Linked DNA regions of Anas platyrhynchos: region 1 is linked to region 2. The links are chromatin contacts, called in public Hi-C maps. All regions are on one chromosome and are shown on one strand. Each heading gives the region's core, a stretch centred on a gene start, on an enhancer-like site or on the middle of the called end of the contact. The rest is flanking DNA. Distances are from core to core; before and after follow the strand shown.

Region 1 (5,986 bases), core at 51-2,550, 85 kb after region 2:
TGCTCCGTGCCTGCCCCCGCGGTTACCTGGCACCCGGGGCCGGCTGTAACGCTACCTCCATCGCCTTTATCTGCCTGCACGCAGACGAATGCCCAAGCACAACTTTGCGCTCCAAAAAGCCCAAGTTGTCTCCACCTGGCAGGCGCAATGGAAAAACCACCGAGACCTTCTCCTTCCAGCTCCCGTTCGCGTGGAGCTGAAAAGACGATTCCCTGCAAAGTGGCCTGTGCCCAGTAGCCCGGGCTGTGGAGCAGAAAACCACAGACCCCCAAGGAGCCCTGCCAACCCCCCCCCCCGTGGAGGCAAAGCATAGCCTGGAGAGACCCAGAGATGGGGCAGCTCCTGCAGGAGGAAGGGACTGGCCTGGAGCTGACCCTGGGGAGAGGGGAAAGAGCCCGGAGTTTTCCCTTTTCTCGGGGCAGGGACGTGGGGGCACCTCTCTGCTTGAGCACGAAGAGCATCCCTGCGGTTTGGGGGGCTGGGGATGGGGCTGGGCGCTCTCAGCACTGCCAGGAAGAGGTCCTGGTGCCAGGCACGGTGCTGGAGGCACAAATCCTGCCCTCGGACGTGTGTCCCAAGCCCCTGCAAGCAGCCGGGGCTGACCCCCAGTGTCCCAGCCCGAAGCCTCCAGCTCGGGCAGCAGGTGGGAGAGCTGGTGGCCGGGCTGCACGGCTGGGTTTGTCCCCGTGAGTCCTGTCCCCAGCAGTGACCGTGTGATGCTGACTGTGTCCTGCAGAGGAAATCAGCTGCAGTTGTCACAAGCCCCATGTCCGGGGGTTATCAAGCCCCCCAAACCCACCAGGGGAGCAGAGGAAGAGGTCAGGTCCCCCCTCCGAGCCGAGGCATCCACCTGTGTGCCCACGGGCAGCACCACTGTCACCACGTCCCTGTGTGTCCCCAGAGCCCCTGCCGGGGAGGGCAGTGTCCCCCTCTCCTGGCAAACAGGGATCTGGGAGGTTTAATTCTGAATTAACCCTGGATGTGGAAAAAAAAAGTAGAAAATTAAAAAGTGTGGGGTTTTTTTTTCTTCTTTTTTTCACTCATTTCTGCCTTTGGGACTTAACCCCCCTCCGGGACCCCCCCCTGCATCCTGCAGCAGCCACCCCCTGCCCTTCCGTGGGGGTCACCCAGGGGAGCGGGGGGAGCCGAGGGGCTGTGGGGCGGAGGGGCAAGGGGAGGGCAGGCAGCTCCCAGGGGGGCCCGGGGGTGCTGTGGGGGGCTCAGCCAAATGCCCCCCGCTTTCTTTTTTATTTTTTTTTTTGTTTGTTCTCCAGCTCCCCGAGCCTGCCGCCTTGGGCTGATGTGTCATTTGTTCCTGCCAGGGGTGAGGGGACCCCCCCTTTAAATTCCTGCTATTGTGAAGGAGGCCGGCTTGGACCTGGTTGTTTAGATGACATCACCACGCAGGTTGGGTTATAAATGAATGAAGCAGAAAGCCCAAGTTCACTGGCTCGGCACTTCGCAAGCGGCTGGAGGGACCTCGGGGCTCCGCTCTCAACTTTGACTCCCACCCGTCCCGGCCTCTCCCCGGGGGCTCCCCTCCGTTCCCCGGTGCCTCCAGGCCCCCCGTCCCCGCTCGTGCTGCCCCGCAGGATGCAGATCTCACCCTTGCTGGCTGGTGGACTTTTACTTGCTCTGCTCTCCGTCAGGCTGGAGGCGAAGCCGGCGTCGCAGCTCCCACAGAAGGTAAGGCTGCCTCTGCCCCGCTGCTCTCCCGGCGCTGCTCCCCCCAAAAGCGTCCTAAGGGTGAAGGGGGAGATGTGGGGGGCACCCTGGGGTGCACGGCAGGGTCCTCTTTCCCGGGGGTTTTTTAGGTGTTAGGGGATCCCCCCTTTCTGTCCCGTGTGTGTGTGTCTCAGGGACGCCAGCCCCAAACCTTCATCTGGAGGGGGATGCTGCGCACCCCGTACCCCTCACAGCCAGGCGGGGACCTGCCAGCCCCTGGCCCCCACCCTGGTCACCCCAGGGTCCCCGCTGTGTTTTGGGGTGCTGGGGATGGATGAGACCCCCAGATCGTGTGTGCAGGTGCACGGTGTGAGGCCAGAGCCCGTGTAGGGACACCCACAGCATCCCCTGGGCATGGGGCACCCCAAAAGCGGGTGTCCCCAGGAGCTGGGTGTCCCGCGGTGCTGCGGAGCAGGAGGATGCTCGGGAGGCCACCGACACCTGTGTGGGGACCTGGCACAGACAGGGGACACGGGATGGGGGGTGGGAGGGGGATGGGGGTGTTGGTGAAGAGAAAGGGGCGATATGGGGGAGCCGGGGAGATAAATGGGGGCGAGCTGCAGCCCCAAAAGGGACAGGGGGGAGGCCTGGGAGATGGGGGGCAGTGGGGATGGGGGGGTGCCCTCAGAGATGAGTTGGGACTGGAGGACAAGGGGGGGCAGAGAGCACTAACAGGGTGGGGGCAGCAGCCCGGAGAAGGGGGCCCCTGATCCCCCTGACTCCACAAAATCGGGGTGCAGCCCCGCACCACTGCGACCCCCACAGAAGCAGGAGCCCCCCCCTCAGCATGAAGGAGCCTGAGGGCTGTGGGGGGGGGGCTCTGTGACCCCAGCAGGGGAGGGGGGACACACTGGGGATGCTCTGCAGGGGGGCGAGGATGCCCTAACCCTAGGGTGGGCAGCACGGGGAGAGCGGGGACATCGCTTTGGGGTGCGGGGGGACACCCTGAGCAGTGTCGGGGTGCCTCACCCGGACTCGGGGGGCTGCTTGTGGGGCACAGCGACCCCAAGGGGGGCACCCCAAGGGGCAGAGGGGTGTCCTTGGGTAAGGGGGTGCAGCTCGGAGCCCGGTGAGCGACACCCCTTGACTCTTTCTCTCTTTCTCCCCCCCTCTCCCCAAATTTCTCCTCAGGCTTCCCGCGGGGCGGCGGCGGCGGCAGCGGCGGCGGCGGCTCCGCCTGAGGCGGCGGGCGCGGAGCAGCGGGACAAGGAGCGGGACAAGGAGAAGGAGAAGGAGAGGAGCCGAGGCACCGGCCCCAGGGAGGCTCGGGAGGCTCGGGCCGAAACCCGGCCTCGGGCCGGCTGGGCGAGGCTGCTCCAAGACCCTCCGGGCCGCCGCCACAAGGGCCTGCACAAGAAAGGGCTCGGTAAGGGCTGCTTCGGCCTCAAGCTGGACCGCATCGGCGCCATGAGCGGCCTCGGCTGCTGAGGGACCCCTGGCGGTGAGTGAGGCGCCGCCGCTGCTCCATCGGGGCCCTTTTGGGGCTGGGAGGGTCCCTAAAGTGCTCGTCCGGAGTTAGTTGGAGGCTTCGTGCTGTATTTGGGGGGTCCTGGGCTGTTTGGTCAAGGGAAGGGGTCCTCAAGGCTTTGGGGGGGATGCTGAAGGGAATGGGGTGCAGCCCTGTGGGGGGATCCGAGCAGCGGCTGCCCTACAGGACACATGTCCTGTGGTGGGATAAGCCAGGTACCCGTCACAGGACAAGCTAGAGGACAAATCGCAGCCACACGTTGATTAATTTATTGTAAGGCCAAGAGGATGCGTGAGCCCGCAGGTGCCTCCCAGCAGGCAGCACCAGCGCAGGGCAGCGCTTCCTAACCCCATGCCAAGCACCTGAGGCAGCCCTAAGCAGCCACAATTTGTGTCCCTGGTCCCCATAGGGTGATGGAAGTGTCACCTCCCCGATGGCACCGGGGACAGCCCGGCTCAGAGATGTGCCCTTACCCATCAGCGGGCTAACCGGCCATGGGGAGGACGGCATCCAGACACCCCGATGCTCTGCAGGGTTTTGGGGTGAGCAGGGCCCGCAGGATGCTGAGGCCGCTCCGTGGCCCTGCTCAGAGGGATGTCCCCCTGCTGCTGGTGGCCCTCGTCCAGCTGCTCTCAGTTCCCAAGGCACGGCCCAGCTCTGGGCTCCAAAAAGCAAGTGTGTGCTGCGCAGCCGGCTCGCGGCCATCCTCCCTCATCAAATTCTCATCAGGATGCTTTTCACCTCACAGCCTCAGCTCAGCTCGTCTCCCAGCCAGGTCAGGTCCTCACCTGCTGCTTCCAAACCCTGTCCTTACCGGGTGTAAGACCAGAAACCTTCAGGCTGGACTGGGGCAAAGGAGTCCTAGGTCCAACTCCTTTTGGATTCAACTCCTGCATCTGGTCCTTTCAGGCAGGGGCACATAGGACAAGGCTGTAAGCTCTTTAACAATCCTCAGAGAGAAGGGGGAGCTTCCCCAGCCTCCCCCATTAAGGCCCAACAGCCAGAAGGCAAAGGGAAAGTTGTTTTGGCATTCACACAGAGTGTTTGACATCAGCATCCCCCCAGCTAAATGCCAGGATTATTCCAGGGGGGCTTTCAGCTTGGAACCGGGAAGGGTTGTTGCACAGCCAGTACTAACAGGCACTTGTTCTTGTTCCTCGCAGGGCTTTGAAGCAGCCGTCCGTTTTCTCCTACCATGGCCAGGCATGGCCATCCCCCAAGCAACGCCTAGAAGAGCAGAGACCCCCCCGAAATGGACAAAAGATGTGGCTGTGTTTTTCTTTTCGGTACGAGGAGTCATGGCACCAGCTGTTTTGGTTTTGTTATTTTTTTAAAAAGTGCTCTCTATCTTATATATATTATATATACAAACACTCACCAAGACAAGGGACAGTGCTTTTCCAAGAGACTGATGAAGCCAGCTGTATAACATTGCTGTTTGTAAATTCATGTCATGCATAAATGTATTTATGTTGTAAAGCTATTTATATATTGTTTATAAAGAGATATTTATAAAAAATTATTTATGTAACTAAATGAAAAGTCAAGCATTGTAACATTTTTTTGTCCTAAGTAGTTGAAAAAGGTAAAGAAAAAAAAAATCATTCCGTGTGGCATTTTGTAACCTGTCTTTATTTATCAAATTCATGTACAATTTAAACGTCAGATTGATTGATTTTAACAGAGGGGAAGGAGAAATTGTTCAGATGTTTTAGAAAAGTCAGGAGTGAGAGAAAGGCCAGCTGATATTTTAAGCTTTGATCCCATATGCAAAGTAAACTTGCGCCCAATCCTGTGATGCTCAGACGGACCGAATCCTGCGCGGCGCTGCGTGCAGCTGCAAGCCTGTGCAGAACCCAACTGAACTCACCGCGAGAGCACGCGGCTGCAGGCAACTCATCTATCGCCCAGATCCCAAATCGCACCCGTGGAAATAAGCCCAGCACGTCCGACAGCCTAGATGCGGAGCACGAGCAGTGTGACAAGCGCAGCGTTGGGTCTGGGCGCGTTTTAACCACTTCCAGTCTGCAGGTTTGGGTCCAAATTGCGTTCTGTAAGAGCTGTACCACCGGGGGCCGTATGGAGATGCAGTCCCTGCCGGCAGCAACAGTGAGACCGCACCAGATCCGGCCCCGGCTGTGCTCGTGGGAGCAGAGCTTGATGCTGGAGTTGCTGTTATCCCGGGATCCAGCAGCTCACTAAGTATCTTGTTGATATTCTCGCTCGCCAAGCGTTCGCTGCTAAGCTGCAAAGTCCCTTCCTCCAGCAGAGGTTTATTTACCCGTGCCTGGGACAATACATAGACAGACCAAAACATACCGAGAGCTGCCTGGTAAGGATTCACGGACACAGCTGTGGCTACGGCTTCTTGCTATGTAAAGTGCATGAAATAAATCGTTAAAACGACTCGGAGCTCTAAAGGACACAGCAAGTGAGGGGGCGGGGAGCGCAGCAAGTAGGCAAACTCCTGCACCAAGGCTCTTTGGTCTCCTTCTTCAAAGAGGCCTTAGAAAAAGAGTGGCGGGCGCCCAGCCCAGCCGTGACGGGAGTCACAAATTATGCCCTAACCATTGTAGCGGGCTGGGAAACAACGAGCATTGTGTGCTGCTGGGCTCCGGCGCCTAGGACAGGGCAAAAAGAAAGTCACCGAGACCCAGAGGCAAAGAGATCCTTTCCCTTAGCAACCAGCGGGAAACCATAGAAACCTCCAGCCACGCTCTCCCCAACTATTAGAGAACATTAGCTTTACAGGACAAGAGGATTCAGACAGACACCCGACAGCTCAATCATCGG
Region 2 (6,249 bases), core at 1,410-3,909:
CTGTCCTTGCCACAAACATACATTTGAGCCCTCTCCGTTCCCCAGATTCTGCTGAAACTTGCCAATGTGGTCAAAGGTTACGTGATAAGAACTCTCCAAAAAGACCACACGTAATTATATAAGGCTTGATTCTTTCTGAGAGCCAGGCAGGCTCCCAAACGGGAGAGAATAACTTCAGTAACGATTTAAAAACCTTACTGAGTGGAAGGAACACAGTGGAAGGTGGCTGCAGGGTCATGGAGCAACAGAGCTGTGTCCCCAAGCTGTCAGCACCTCCAGCTCCACTTTAGCCTCCAGGCCACCCGCCACCAGAGCGCAGGAAGAGCATCGTGCTCCCCACACTGGCAGGGCCATCGTCCCACGCTGCAGATCAGGATGGTGATCACCTGCCCCAAGGGAACAGCTTTCCTCACAGACAACCACTTCTGAAAGGTGTTTTTCCAACAGAGCTATACTGCTCAGGGGTCACACCTTCGCTCCTGCCTCACCGTGAGCTGCCCAAGGTATCTAGTCATTGCCCCTCACAGTGAATTCATTCTGGATTTCAAAAAGAATGGAATAAAATGCCCAGAAATGGAGGGAATTGAAGCTGCCTGGATGGTTTTGGGAAGAGCAATGAGTGAAACAGCATCCTGCAATGTTTCATTTTATTGCAAATCCCGTGACAAATCATGTCACCTTGACAGACCAATATCCAAGGCCCTGAGCAAGAGCAGCCACGAAACCCATGCATCACTTTGATGAAAAGCTACACAAAGGGAGTCTGTGATCCAATTTTTTATTTATTTTTAAATAGTTTAATCCATCATCATACTGTGGTGGCGAGAAGTAAAGACTCTACCTTAGCCATCTCCAAAAGTGTGGAGACGTCTGGACTAACACTCCAAACAGCCTTGGACTCCATCACTGACAAAAGGTTCCCAGAAAAACAACTGTATGTGGCAGTACCTGTAATATTTATCTGAAAAAGGAGACTATTTTGGAGCTGTTCTGCTTTATCTGCTACCTGAGGCAGGTAGAGTTAAGTGGCATTTCACTGCCACAGTAAAATCACATGGCATGCAGAAAGGAGTACGGCAGCACACGCTCATGGCATCACCAGCGGGACATGGAGCCACTGGGTCCTCCCTGCTCCTTCCCACAGCGTGGTCAGGGTGACAGGGTGGCCTTCAGAGGGGACCATGTCTCACTGGTGACCACCAGGTGGCAATCACGACACAGAAACACACCCCCTCCCCAAGGGGACCTCCAAGGGGCTGCCAGGTTTCCCCCTGTGCAGGTGACCCCCCTGGGTGGCCGGTGTCATGGAAACCCTTGGCTAGGCCAACCACACTCCAGCCACACACGGCCAAATTGAGGACTAGAACATAGACAGTATGTGCATGGAAACACAGCTCAAGCTCCCAAATTCCCAAGGGAAAAGGAAAGCGAGGAAGGTGCACGACCAGCCTGCGGGAGTTCAGCTGCAGGATGGAAAGTACCTGAAAACACCCAAAACATCCAGGAGAAATTACTGCCAACTTCAGCGGGAGTTTTCCTTGTTGCACTGCCAGTAGACTTCCATGGCACAGCATGAAGATCCACAGGCTCCTTAGTCCAGACACCTTCAAAACCGTGGTGGTACCACCAAAGGCATAACATGAAGTCTGTGGGACAGAACTAAGGGGCACACTGTCACAACAGGGACTGTCCCCAGAGCTACAGGGAGCTAAAAGTGCCTCATCCTTCCGATTCCCCTAGTGCAGGCAGTGGGGATAGGAGCATTTGAACCCAAACAGCATGACACTGCTACGAGGGGCAACAAGAACAGGAAGGAAAACTCACTTGACTGCCTGTTCAGGAACCATTATGTTAATGGCCCATTCTATCAAACGAGCCACAACAACTTTGCAAAATTGGCTGTGCCTGTATCAGAGAAGAAACAGACCCAGGAGGATGTGGTGACAGCTCTCCAGTCAACAAAACTGGGGCTGGGGCTTCAGCTTCCTTACCTAGCCACCAGGCCATGAAAGTTCAGAAAACCAAGCATGCAATGAGCTGCTGGTCACCTGCTCGCTTCTCCTTCAGGTGGGCCGTGACTTGCAAGATGGCCAGCTTATAAACGTTGTTTTTTGTCAAAAAACAAACATGAACTTTTGGGACCTTCAAGAGGTTTCCTTGTGTTGCAGTGTCTACACAAGCACATATTTACCCCTTAAAAAAAAAAACAAAACGGGTCACCAAGGTTTTATGCTCCCATCTCAACAAGGCACTTACTGGAGTGCAGCTGAGTCCCAAAGGAAACGACTATGTATGAAGACAATCATTGAAGTTTTCTTTCCTGACAACACCCTTTACATCTTGGAAACTACCAAAACATCCAGATGAGAATATACAATGCTGTCAGAAGCTCAAAATAAAGAAACATGCGTTAACCAAAGAAGAAAGACATTAGCCCATCCTCCTAATTTCCCCTGTTTCTACTAGAAAAGGGGGTTGTTCATGACAAGATGTCAAGCAGTACAATCACCCTCCAGCCTTTTCTCTGTTGGAGTCAGACGACAAAAAACCTCTGCCAGTATGAAACTTAGTCACAGTGAAGTTCACAGCACAGCCAGCCCCAAGTTAAGTGGGGCTGAAAGGGAGGCCACTTCAGTTCATGCACAGCAGTTTAGCTAGGAAATACGGAGTGACCTAATCGCTCATGTGGCTCTCAAGAAGCACATGTGAAACTTGCTATTACTGGGCACACAAAGCAGCCACAAACGATAACGAACTCAAAAAACAAAACAAAAACAACCCTCAGGGAAACAGGGACTTCAGTTTAGTTTACTTTACTTTTCGTCTTAGGGCTGATAGGTCCCTGCCAACACAGTTAATTTAAAAAAAAAAAAAAAAAAGCTTTATGTAAGTTTTAAGTTTTACCAGCAGTTTGAATTGAGGACTCTAAACACTACTGTGCTGACACTGTACATCATCTGTGCTACCCCGTCACAACAGTTTTGCAAGAGGAAGAGAAAGTGGCTTTATGCCCAACTCCCACTACTGTATATATTCCAGATTACATCCAGATCGCAATCACCTTTAAAATTTGGCCACAGCATTGCCACAGGTCAGAGCTAACTACTCTGGATCACCAACTAAATCAGCTTTTTCCAAGATAACTAAAAAGATTTATTAATGTCCACCATTACTTATTGAGGCCCTTTCAATAGGAAACTGTGTGGCTGCTCCAGGTGAGTGCTTGGCACACAGCAGCTGTTCCCAAGAAAGAGTAAAAAAGTTGAGAACTACACAGTCTTCATGAAGGAAAGACAAAATGAACTTGCAATCTGGATCCAGCTCAGCACAGGCTATTTGAGTAACCTGGCTTAAAACCTCCTCCCTCCTTCACAGCAGTGCCTGTGTTTTGAACTCTTGACAGCAATGGCTTTACAGTGCCTCCTGAAAAGCACAGAGTTCTTCAGGAGCAGATAAGATTCTTGATTTCTAACATCGTTCCTTGAAGCAATGCAAATTAAAATACCACAAAATTCGGGACTTTTCTATTTAACAGCAAAGGCTTGAAAACCATATGAGCCTTGCTGCTACTGACCTTCTTGCTCTGGCAGTGAAATGCCTACACACTTTGTACTCTTCTTATATAAAGCATGAAAAACTGAAAGGATGCCAGCACCCTACAAAGCTTGTGCCGGTCAGGCTAAGTACCTGAGTGTGCTCCCTTTAGTCTGCAAGCTGTCTGAGCAAAGACCATACAACTCATTACTGCTGTGATGTGCCAACACACTGAAGCAAGCACTGAAAGAAGTTAACGTCATAGCCATAAGACATAACTAGCAACAAGCTATCCTTAGCCTCACCTGAGCTCGTCCACTAACTACAAGAGACACACAAGTATCTTGTTAACAGATTCATGTCTCTATTGTATGCAAAGTAAGTGAGACCAAGAACTCTTGACTAAAAATCTCATTTATGTCTACTTCCAACGGCAGCGACATACCCTGTTGCGAAGTTGCTGTCTTCTTTCCAGTCCACTATCCGGCAGATGAAGAGCATGTTTGAATAGTCCTCAGGTCTGGCCACAAAGTCTGAAGGGCAATCAGCTAAAGACACGTAGGCCCTTGGCACTCTGTGGTCCACAGGTGAGAACATGGCACACTTCCTGAAGAGTTCGCTATTCTTGTCTGCCAGAAGCTTGATGAAGCCTGTAGCTGCTCGGGAATGCTTCTTTTCTAAAATATAGACCACCTGGAAGAGACAAAGCTTTCTATAGTTAGTATGTTGAGAGAAACTTACTTTCTGCAGCACAATAGGAATACACAGAGCCTCAGCAGCATAGCTGGAAAAAAAAATCACATGGCCTATATCCTATATTTCACTGTCTGTGTGTATGTGCGTGCATGCATTTTTTTAATTGAGCCCCTATTTACAATGTATTTTCCTTGCTATCTTGCTCATGGCTATAGAAGAGCTAAGTGCCTTCCAAGTGCTAGCTCTCCACAGCAATTTTCTTGATTACAGAACAAAACCAGACACGAAGCAGATGCTTCCAAATGCAGGGAATTAGCCACAACATACAAGCAACTCCTGTAAAATCTTTCATTTGTATCCTCGGCCTGTGATTTCAACATTCAGTGCAGAACAGGCCAGTCCAAAAACGGTGCCTCTGGCGGATCCAATGCTAACCACAGGAAAGGATGTGCTGTGGGGAATTTGGCAGTTCTCTCCTCTGTGCTTTCTGAAGTTAGGGGTTATTTTACCTTTATACAAGACAGCTTTGAAAAGAATAATAAATTACAATATCATTAAATAATTGTTCCAGAGAGGTGTTCATCCAGGCTATATTTTTGTAGACCATAATAAATCACTGGATAACAGAAATATTATAGCTGATTTCCTAAACTTATACAGATGAGTCCTTCCAGAAGGTTTCAGGAGCTGCACCTCTGTGCAATTCTGAGCACTGGAATTGCCACGCTGGATGAGACCAGCGGGCAGCCCAGCCCAGAACAGGGACCAGAATGAGAGGCTGCAAAGGAAAGCACAAGACGTGGAAAAGACCTGACCCAACCTGACCCAGTAGTCTTTTTCTGGTCTCTTAACAGTCAAAGATTGGCTCAAATCTTGAACCAACAGCACTAACAGCCTTTCCAAAGTCTGTAAGAATTAGTTCTGACAACTCTGGATATTCTGACACTCATATTAGTATCCAAATTTTTTTTTTCCTGAATCTTGCTAAGTAATTTTGCCTAACAAACAAAGGGAATTTAAACTAGCATAATCAGTAAAAATAACAAGACATTTGAGTTTTATCAGATTGGACAATTACTCTCTTTGAAACAGAGAATGTGATTCAAAGATCAACAAATGGAGGCTACAGGGAGGCCAATGCTGGTCTCCTTCAGGCTTTGGGAGCACACACATATGCTTGCCACTCCCCACGGAGTTACCTTAGCTGTCCTTTGAAGAAACTTATCCGGGAGGAGCCTGGGATCATTCACCTTGGGTGCATCATCTTGTTTTGTTTTCTGCACAGCGCCGATCCCAACAGCTTTCACTGCATCAAATTAGAAACACAACAGTTACTGCAGCACATTTCCTTCATACATTTACTTTGGACTTTTTCTTTAAATTACAATACAAGGTGCATGCATTAGACTCATCTGAAAGGAGAAAGATCTTAAGTGCTTGAATAACTAAGGATTAAGCAATTATATCTCCAGACTAGAAAAAAAAATAGATATATGTTCACTTATCATGCAGATCTGCTGAAAAACAAGATTCAAAACAAACCCAAACTTCACAAACACGATTTATCAGCCATAATAAAGAAAGTGGCGGAAAAAAATCGTTCTATTTCTTAAATACTAAGAACCGTATTAATTTCCTGGCATTTCTTAGTTGGAGTCATTAATGTTATATAAATAGTCCTTTAAGTACATACATTCATTTAATATTTAATTTCCTTAACAAATGTTATGCAAGGTTATAAAGTGCATGTTTATCTTAGAAGCTGAAGCCACATCTACGAAGCTGCCCCTCTGCAGCTGCGGAACAGGATTATTATAAAGTCTTACGAAAGTAATTGCTGCGTATGATAAACAGCCACACTCCTTCCCCCTGAAACTCCCTCAGCAGATACCAGGAGTATTTAAATCAACTGCCAACTAAATTGTAGCTCACAATTTTCACAATGAGAGTATCTGGCTGCTGGCACACCGAATGCTTTTTGTATTTACAAACAGCCAAAGCGATCTTTGCCACGGAGAG

The links. Hi-C and Micro-C count contacts between places; a contact is called where the count stands out from the background.
Region 1: a Hi-C map of skeletal muscle shows a contact between it and region 2, with 1.8 times the contacts expected there. The contact joins the promoter of NPPC here to the enhancer-like site in region 2. A contact is called at or near these places in 5 of 8 Hi-C or Micro-C datasets (F5 follicle, liver, skeletal muscle and 1 more).

The regions. Positions count from the first base shown.
Region 1 is chr9:9,885,784-9,891,769 of IASCAAS_PekinDuck_T2T, forward strand. It overlaps NPPC (natriuretic peptide C), which reads left to right and starts at 1,301. Exons shown (of 3, transcript XM_027464223.3): 1 at 1,301-1,686; 2 at 2,857-3,166; 3 at 4,357-5,986. The coding sequence starts at 1,420. The coding sequence ends at 3,153.
Region 2 is chr9:9,799,017-9,805,265 of IASCAAS_PekinDuck_T2T, forward strand. It overlaps DIS3L2 (DIS3 like 3'-5' exoribonuclease 2), which reads right to left. Exons shown (of 22, transcript XM_027464181.3): 8 at 5,430-5,536; 9 at 3,980-4,227. Among named protein-coding and RNA genes, the nearest start is that of DIS3L2, 77 kb to the right of the region's middle. Within about 2 kb of position 2,660, at least 1 of the 8 cell types and tissues checked has an H3K27ac peak or open chromatin away from gene starts, as enhancers often do.